3 separate regions of the Mus musculus genome follow, and all the other regions are linked to region 1. The links are chromatin contacts, called in public Hi-C and HiChIP or PLAC-seq maps. All regions are on one chromosome and are shown on one strand. Each heading gives the region's core, a stretch centred on a gene start, on an enhancer-like site or on the middle of the called end of the contact. The rest is flanking DNA. Distances are from core to core; before and after follow the strand shown.

Evidence for each region. HiChIP or PLAC-seq counts read pairs in DNA pulled down with a chosen protein or histone mark. Hi-C and Micro-C count contacts between places; a contact is called where the count stands out from the background.
Region 2: a contact with region 1 is called in a RAD21 HiChIP or PLAC-seq map of pro-B cells, with 15 times the contacts expected there. The contact joins two enhancer-like sites. A contact is called at or near these places in 1 of 15 datasets of contacts at CTCF or cohesin (pro-B cells) and 4 of 115 datasets of contacts at active chromatin or transcription factors (T-cell acute lymphoblastic leukemia, acute myeloid leukemia, double positive thymocytes and 1 more).
Region 3: a Hi-C map of Th1 cells shows a contact between it and region 1, with 6 times the contacts expected there. The contact joins two enhancer-like sites. A contact is called at or near these places in 1 of 15 datasets of contacts at CTCF or cohesin (pro-B cells), 4 of 484 Hi-C or Micro-C datasets (CD4 T cells, the N1E-115 cell line and Th1 cells), 2 of 115 datasets of contacts at active chromatin or transcription factors (DN3 thymocytes and T-cell acute lymphoblastic leukemia) and 1 of 9 other capture datasets (embryonic tail).

Annotation. Positions count from the first base shown.
Region 1 is chr4:6,900,785-6,903,731 of GRCm38.p6, forward strand. All of the region lies in intron 1 of Tox (thymocyte selection-associated high mobility group box), which reads right to left. Among named protein-coding and RNA genes, the nearest start is that of Tox, 89 kb to the right of the region's middle. Within about 2 kb of position 1,492, at least 45 of the 459 cell types and tissues checked have an H3K27ac peak or open chromatin away from gene starts, as enhancers often do. A contact at or near this core is called in Th1 cells and pro-B cells, where this site is marked.
Region 2 is chr4:7,748,783-7,751,729 of GRCm38.p6, forward strand. No RefSeq gene overlaps it. Among named protein-coding and RNA genes, the nearest start is that of Gm23860, 71 kb to the right of the region's middle. Within about 2 kb of position 1,384, at least 12 of the 459 cell types and tissues checked have an H3K27ac peak or open chromatin away from gene starts, as enhancers often do. A contact at or near this core is called in pro-B cells, where this site is marked.
Region 3 is chr4:7,686,050-7,688,996 of GRCm38.p6, forward strand. No RefSeq gene overlaps it. Among named protein-coding and RNA genes, the nearest start is that of Gm33752, 39 kb to the left of the region's middle. Within about 2 kb of position 1,377, at least 15 of the 459 cell types and tissues checked have an H3K27ac peak or open chromatin away from gene starts, as enhancers often do. A contact at or near this core is called in Th1 cells, where this site is marked.

The DNA.
Region 1 (2,947 bases), core at 242-2,741:
CCAGGCAAATACAATTAGCACATGCATTTTATTAAATATATTCAAGTGTCAAATGCCTATTTATGGAAAGACCACTAATGATAACTTAGGCTCAACTAAAAATGAATGTCAATAAATGGTTCTATAAGCACTTACGCTCATAATAGATGCAATAGCATCTCTGAATAAATATTAACATGTAAAACTGCTATTTATCATGTCAACGCAATCAATAGAGACCATATTTCTGGACTAGGAATGCATCAGTAATCTTTCTGCATTTGCCCGAAATCACAAAGCAAAAATGCAAGCACTGTCACAAGACATTTATTGTATTCAATTGGATCCAAACTGGTTGCTGTGGAAAAGGCAATTTAAGCTCGTGCAACAAAATAGTCTATGTATATATGAATAAATTATTTTTACTATGATTCCTTTCTATTTTCTTTACCTGCCTAAGATGCAGATTTTCAATAAGAGACTCCTACAGCTTAGTAGAGTGTGAGTCTGGTAGACTTCTGAGTCACTCTCCCACTCAAATCATTAGCTGCCCCCTCGATTATCATGAAGGATAATACACTGTTGAGGGTGTCTATATTGCTTCTTTACTGTTCACAGCTACAATCACCTCCATGAGAAAGGCAGACTTCTTTCCTTTAAGAGTCCATTTTTCTTTTTACCTCTGGGAGGCGTGATACCTCCATCAGGCTGCTGGGGACCAGCACCTTTCCACTACAGTCACTGCTTTCTGCAGTAGTTGCAATGAACATCTGCTGCTATCACACTGAGGCGGTTAGAGACTCATACTACTGTGTTTGGAAATAAATGAATTTGGAAAGGCCATGTCCATGCACACTGTACTTTGATCTCACTCCTCCTTCACTTCCCCTTCTTCTCTCTCCTTCTCCATCTCTCTTTGTCTCTCTATCTCTCTCTGTCTTAATATCTCTCTCTCCCTCCCTTCTCCCTCCCTCTCTCTCTTCAGCTTGCATACTACCCTAAGAAATTTGCCTTTCTTTGTCTTTCTCCAGTGTCTCTCAAAACACCAACACACTGTCCCTGGCACCATATCATCCCCTAGAGGGAGACAGGCATAACAAGTGAGCTTTGCTGCTTAATTGTAAAGCTTTGAGGTCACTTTAAAACTAGTATTTAATGACTTGCTCTCCTTTGCTAAGGGTGCCCTTGAGATAATTTTCATAGAGGCATGCTGTTATTAAACACCTGTTAGATGCTAGATTTCTCAGAAGAATGAGACACACTCTTTATAACTTAAGTAAACGAAATAAACAAGAACAATGGTATTAAATGCCTGATGGACATTATAATAGGACATGCTTCTTACACTGGTTTTAAACTGTAATTTACCAGGTCATATTATTCTGAATATTATATTACAAATTCGGAGCAGGTGTTTAAAGCTATTTTCCTACTTGATTAGATGTTAACTCATTCTCTCTGCATAACTGAAGCTTTGCTTCAGATCTTCTGATAACAGAAACGGAAGCTGGGAAACCACAGCTCAATAATAAGGTGAATGGAAAAAGAGTTGGTTTCCGTCTCTCGCAACTGCTTTCCTTCATGTGTTCCACTCAAAAAGAAAAAGAGAGAGTGTGCGTTCTCGATTGTACCAACAACCATGGCATAAAGGCTAAGCACACCTGACTGCTTTGCACTCCCTAGTGGCATAAAAGCTTCAGTTTCGAAAGGTTTTCAAGTAATCTAAATTTTTAAAAATTTTCTCTAAGACCATAAGTTGCAAGTCAAGACTGTGTGAACTCATAACGCCACGTAGTCCGTTGAAATTGTTCTAACAACTAACATGGTGATGTTCCAAGGAAAACTGCAGTTGTCAGATGTCCTTGAATGGCAGCCTCACATGCTCCTCAGAGAAGCTGAGTCAGTTTCATGGACAAGGGTCTAAGTGAAGAGAAAACATCTGAAGCACCTGCATAGGAAGGCAGGGCAGGCGTTGGAAGGATCTCCCTTTCTGCCCTTACCCTTGACCTTAACCCTTGGGTTCGGTGACGCAGAAGAGCCCTCACATTTCACTCTAGGATAAAGAATATTCTAGAATAACAACTTTCAAGGTGGGCTGCGCTGTGGATAAAACATCCTTGGACAGACTCAAGATGCTGGGCCTGTGAGGTCATGCTGAGGTAAATGGCATGAGCATTTTTGCTGAAAGATTTTCCAGGCTTCCTGAGTGACACCGAAAGGTCCAGATGCACACAAACCACTTGCTGGCCTCCCCTCCATGCTGCCCTGGACTGTAGGGAGAGCTAACTCTGACTATGGGCAGACACTGAGTTTTCACACTGTGGACACAAAAGAATCTGCTTTGGAAATTTTTAAAATAATGTGCTCATAATTAATATCATTCTCGTTAAATGGGGCATTGAATTACAGGGTAGTCAATAATCCTACTGTAACCACTCAGGACCAAAAACAAATGTAATTTTATTCCTTTTTACACCACTGAGCATTTTTTAAAGAAACAGATCATCCTGTGTAGTTTGTGCAGGATTGATTCAACTAGATATTGTAACCTATCAACGACTCCTGAGACTTCTGTTTATAATTTTTACTTAGGTAAATCCTGATTAATTTTCTCAGCAGGATGCATTCTTTGCCTACATGAATAGTAAGCTCTCATTCACTTCTCTCAGTGATATGAATTTGGACCATAAGCTTTTTCACATCGAAAGGTCTATAAAATATCGCTGCTGTATTATTTTCAGAGTTCTGCATTTCCAACCTGCCTGGTCAAGAGATTTGTTAGTCTTCAGCACTGAATCTGAATTATTAGCAAATAAGGAAGCCGAAAAACAACAAAAGGGCCCACAACCCTGATCTTATCAAAATAATTATGAACCTTAATGTTCCACTAGGCACCAGGAGAAAGACAATGTGGTACAAAGGCGCACAGTAATGGAAATAGACAGAAGTAGGCCAGCGCTCTGCTTTT
Region 2 (2,947 bases), core at 134-2,633, 850 kb after region 1:
GTCAGATTGGCTAAGATCAAAAATTCAGGTGACAGCAGATACTGGCAAGGATGTGGAGAAAGAGAAACACTCCTCCATTGTTGGTGGGATTGCAAGCTTTTACAACCACTCTGGAAATCAGTCAGGCAGTTCCTCAGACTGGACATAGTACTACCGGAGGATCCTGCAATACCTCTCCTGGGCATATACCCAGAAGATGTTCCAACCGGTAAGAAGGACACATGCTCCACTATGTTCATAGCAGCCTTATTGATAATAGCTAGAAGCTGGAAAGAACCCAGATGCCCCTTAATAGAGGAATGGATACAGATAATATGGTACATTTACACAATGGAGTATTACTCAGCTATTAAAAAGAATGAATTTATGAAATTCCTAAGCAAATGGATGGACCTGGAGGGCATCATTCTGAGTGAGGTAACCCAATCACAAAAGAACTCACATGATACGTACTCATTGATAAGTGGATATTAGCCCAGAAACGTAAGATACCCAAGATACAAGATACAATTTTCAAAACACATCAAACTCAAGAAGAACGAAGACCAATGTGTGAACACTTTGCCCCTTCTTAGAATTGGGAACAAAACACTCATGGAATGAGTTACAGAGACAAAGTTTGGAGCTGAGACGAAAGGATGGACCATTTAGAGACTCCATCCCATAATCAGCCTCCAAACGCTGACACCATTGCATACACAAGCAATATTTTGCTGAAAGGACTCTGATATAGCTGTCTCTTGTGAGGCTAAGCTGGGGCCTAGCAAACACAGAAGTGTATGCTCATAGTCAGCTATTGGATGGATCATAGGGCCACCAATGGAGGAGCTAAAGAAAGTACCCAAGGAGGTAAAGGGGTCTGCAATCCTATAGGTGGAACAACATTTTGAACTAACCAGTACCCCCTGGAGCTCATGTCTCTAGCTGTATATGTATCAGAAGATGACATCGTCAGCCATCAGAGGAGAGGCCCATTGGTCTTGCAAACTTTATATGCCTCAGTACAGGGGAACACCAGGGCCAAGAAGTGGGAGTGGGAGTATAGGGGAGTGGGGGGGGCATATGGGGGATTTTGTGATAGCATTGAAAATGTAAATGAAGAAAATACCAAATAAATAAATAAATAAATAAATAAATAAATAAAAGAAGAGATAGGAAAAATGCTGAAGGAGCCGTTTATCAACCAAGCAGATCCCCCAGAACTCCCAGGGGCTAAACCAACAACCAAAGAGTACACACAGAGACACCCATGGCTCCAGCTGCATATGTAGCAGAGGATTGCCTTATCTGGCATCAAAGGGAGGGGAGATCCTTGGTCCTGTGAAGGTTGGACGCCTCAGTATAGAGGAATGCTAGAGAGGTGAGGCAAGAGTGTGGAGGGCACTCTCAAAGAAGCAGAGTGGAAGGAGAGGAGATAGGGGGTTTGAGGAGGGGAAACTGGGAAGGGAGCTAACACTTGATATATAAATTTAAAAAATAACCAAATATCAAAACAACAACAACAACTACAAAAATAGAAAGTGAAAAAAGAAAAGAGGAACTACATGGTGAAATGGTGCATACCAGTAGTACTGATGCAGCATGGGGACTGAACACTGGAGTCCACACATTTGCAGGCATATGAAGGAAAATCTCCAGGTTACTAACAAGACTGCTGACTAAGAAAATCATCTTGGGATCCCTACTGCTTGTGACCTTGGTTGCCAAAGACAGAGATGGGAAGGGAAGAAGGAAGGAAGGAGGCAATAATATATAGTATATAATTTATAATTTATTTCTGTGTCTTTAAATAGCCTTCACTGGTGTAAGAATTATTTTGATCTGATTTTGGAAAGTGCAAATACAAAAGAGATTCTGTTTTACATCTATAAAGAAACCACTATCATGAAGGGAAAAGACATGACAAGATCAGGACACATGCCTTTATACTACTGCGTATTAACTACAGGGACTTGCTGCACGCTGGATGATTAGCCCTGAGCCTTCTTCCAAACAAGGTGATGAAGAAGGCACCGACTTGAATCTTTACAGCATGATGATTGCATCATAACAGAGCCTCTCCCCACAGACTTTCTTCTTACCAAGAACAATATTTAAGCCTAATATCAAACCATTTTTTTAACTCTAAAGATTTACTGATTTCTCTCATGTGCACAAGAGGTTACAAAATATTCAAGTGTTTTTTCTCCTATTAATCTATCTTTTGTTACAGACAGTCCTAGATAAGACTTCATGAAGAATGAAAGGAAAAAAATCATTTTTGTTCCCGTATAGTTCTGGTAGACTTAAGGATATATGAGAGTTTGAAAAATAGAGTATATTATAGATAATGAACCCACTGTTGCAAAATCTCATGCTAGACCCCTTTGTTTTTCCAATCTGTGGTTATTCCATAAAACAAACAAACAAACAGGGACCACAAACATATCACAGTAAGCACAGTGTAGAATATACACAGAAGACAAAAATTTGTTACCAAGGAAGTGCATACTTGATTGACAAAAATTTTAAGACGATTGCTTTTGGAGGCAAAAGAGAAAACATGGCCAAGTAGCTGAGAAATTCAGAGCACACACAGTGTGTGCACAAATAGAAACTATCACTGTGGCCCTGAGTGGTCTAAGATGACCACAAATTATAAAGTTAGAAAAGGTGTAAAACTGAAAGCAAAACTTCCTGGAGCTATTCAGAACTGGGTTTGAAGAGACAGAAAAAGAATCAGCAAACTTCAGAGAGATCAACTGAAATTACACTAGATAAGGAAGACAAAGAAAAAAATCAAGGGAAATTATCACAACATTAGGAGCAGGACCAGTTGGTACATGCGCCATAGGGATTCCAGGAACACTGGAGAAAAAGAGGGGAACTGGAACAGTTAAAGGAATGATGCTCTCTGAGCTCAATTTAGATCAGGAAAACCTCCCTGCAGATATCTACATTCAACAAA
Region 3 (2,947 bases), core at 127-2,626, 790 kb after region 1:
ACTTGGTAGTACTTGTATTATAGTGAAGTTTCATGTGTCATGTAAGTTTTGAGCAATAATACACTTTTAAGAAGTTAGGCCTTAGGCTGAGGATGTAGAAGGGGAAGTCTACTTGAATGTGTAAGCATCTAGCTCACTTCCAAGGAGTGGAAGATGAAAGAGCAGAAAGAGGATTAAGAGGAGGGGACGAAAAGGAGGATGTTGAGTGGTCCAGAAAGCATGTCCTTTAGGAAGGGTTAATGAAGTCAGTTTACACAAGGAGTTGGTCCCCAGAACTGAAGTTTACAAAAAGAACTTGCCCAGTTCTAATTCTCCCTTTTAAAGTGTGTTTATGTTTTTTTTTTCTTTTCTGCTAGCATCTAGAGCAATGTGATGAAGCTAGCATGCAGCCTCTCCAGAAGCAACAGATGACAAAGGAATGCTTTGAAACATGCAGAAATGTTGGCTGATTAAGCCCTAGGAGTTGTGCTATAACAACACAACCTGTAATAAGACAAATATATTACAGAAGTTTAAGACTATATAATAGAATAAAATTAGGCGTGCTATCTAAAATGGTGAAGATTTGGATGTATTTCCGTAAGCCAATTGACTAAGGTGTTTCTTATGTCCTTATTCATATTATTTGAATGTTAGCAGTAATTTTGCCTTTTTTCTACATATTTTGAAGAATGATAGTCCAATTAATGTAACTCATCTCTCATTTTGAAAACTATACTTGTTTGCAAAAGAAAAAAATGTGATGGGACATAAATCACCACAAAAGTGTTTTTGCCAAGTGTTCCATTATACACGGTGGGAAAGACCTCTATGTACTTACCATGTCCTGACCATGCTTACAGGACTTCAGTAACCTGGAACACTTTTGCAAGTCTGTGAAATGGATAAGGGCAGGAAAGGCAGTGAAAATCCACTCACATGATAGGCATGAAATTGGTCCTAAAGCCTTCAGAAGGAAGCCAAACTTGGTATCACCAACCTGGCACCAACAGTCTAAAAGCTGATTTTCTGTCTACTTGGTGAACAGGTTGAAATATGTCATTGGAAAGTGTCAAATTCCAGACCTGAAATTTAAGGATCTGTTAAAGAAGGTCCCTCTGTGGTATCAAGCTCACCACACATTAGGTCAGTCAGAGACTTACAAAAAAGACTGGATCTTCTTTTCTGGTTGCAGAGTCTTCTGTTGGAGGAGACTGAAGCACAGGCAAGTGGAAGCTGTTCTTTCTCTTCAGAAAATGTGAACAGTATTCTGCATTCCTGTGGGAGACAGTCGAGTTAAGATGCCTATACTCCCCAGCTTGGCAGGTGTAACTACAGCTTTCATGCTGTCCCCTGTCAGTTCTGGCTTTGATTCCTTTGTCTTTTCATTGAGCTTTCATTGGTACAGCCTGCCACACCCTGGTACCTCTCTGCATTAGCCCTGAGGTTATGAAAACAGTTGGTAGGAGAGGTGGTAGGAAATAGAACTGTGTGTGCCTGGAGCACAAGGATCTTTCTAACTAACTTTATGAGCAGAATTTTTATTTTAATATCATCATCTTCTTCTTCATCATCCATTTTATTTCCCATTCACTGTCCCCCTCCTGGTCACCCCCTGCCACAATCCTTTCTCATACCCTCTCCCCTTCTCTTATGAGTGTGTGCCCCCTGCCCAGGCATCCTCCCACTCTGGCACATTAAATCTCTGTGATGCTAGGTGTTTCCTCTCCTGTTGAAGCCAGACAAGGTAGCCCAACAAGAAGAACATATCCCACATACAGGCTATACCTTTCGGAATAGCCTCTGTTTCAGTTGTTTGGGACCCACACACGGACCAAGCTGTACATCTGCTACATACGTGTGCGAAGGCCTAGGTCCAGCCTGTGTATGTTCTTTGGTTGGTGGTTCAGAATCTGAGATTTCCAAGAATCCAGGTTAGTTGGTTTTGTTGATCTTCCTGTGAAATTCCTGTCCCCTTCAGGGCCCACAATCTTTTCCCATATTCTTTCATAAGACCCCCAAAGCTCTATCCAGTATTTGGCTGTGGGAATCTGTATTTGTCTGAGTCGGCTTTTAGGTGGAGGCTCTCAAAGGACAACATGCTTCTGTCAACAAGCATAATAGAGTATCATTAATAGTGTCAGAGATTGGTGCTTGTCCATGGTATGGGTCTCCAGTTGGGCCAGTTATTGGTTGTCCATTTCCTTAGTGTGTGCAGATTATATGAATTCAAAGCTTCCTCGGAGATCACTACATTTTGAATATATCTCCAAAGTTCTTATGCTTGTTTGAAACTCAATCTACACATTCACGTATTGGTGGTTTTTTAAAGTGAGGCCTTTGGGATTAAAAATATTACATAAGATCCTGAGTATGAAGTATCCATGATAGGATTATTAGATCTACCAGAAGAAAGAAACCCCAACTTTTATGTTCTCACCTTCTATGCCCTCTCCCAGATAATAAAGCAGCAAGGAGTATCTCACCAGGTGCCAGCAATTTGAACTTAAACTTTGCATCCTCCTGAATTGAGAACCAACTAAACTTTCATTTCGTAAAAATTGCCCCGTTAGTGGTACTGTTGCAGCAGCAAAACCAAAACCTAAGAGCTCGCTTGGGAGGGCTGGCCACACAGATAACTTTCACAACCATTTGGCAATAGTAACCAGAGAAATGGCAATTCTCTGCATATGACTCAAGGTCAAAACAGGCCTTATATGTGTGCTGTATAAATAAGTGTGGGAATAAAATATTCTGCTTATGCTTTCCACCAATAAGCAAATGGAACTCAATGACTCAGAGATGTTGAAAGTACTAAAACACAAACATTTTGCTATGTTCCTCATTTTGTAAGTGGAACGAAAATGGTTGTTTACAGCTGTGTGGCAAAAAGAATATAAAACAGATTTTTTCCTCCTGTATAAGACTAATATAGTCATTACTGAGAAATAAAGAATATGTATACAGC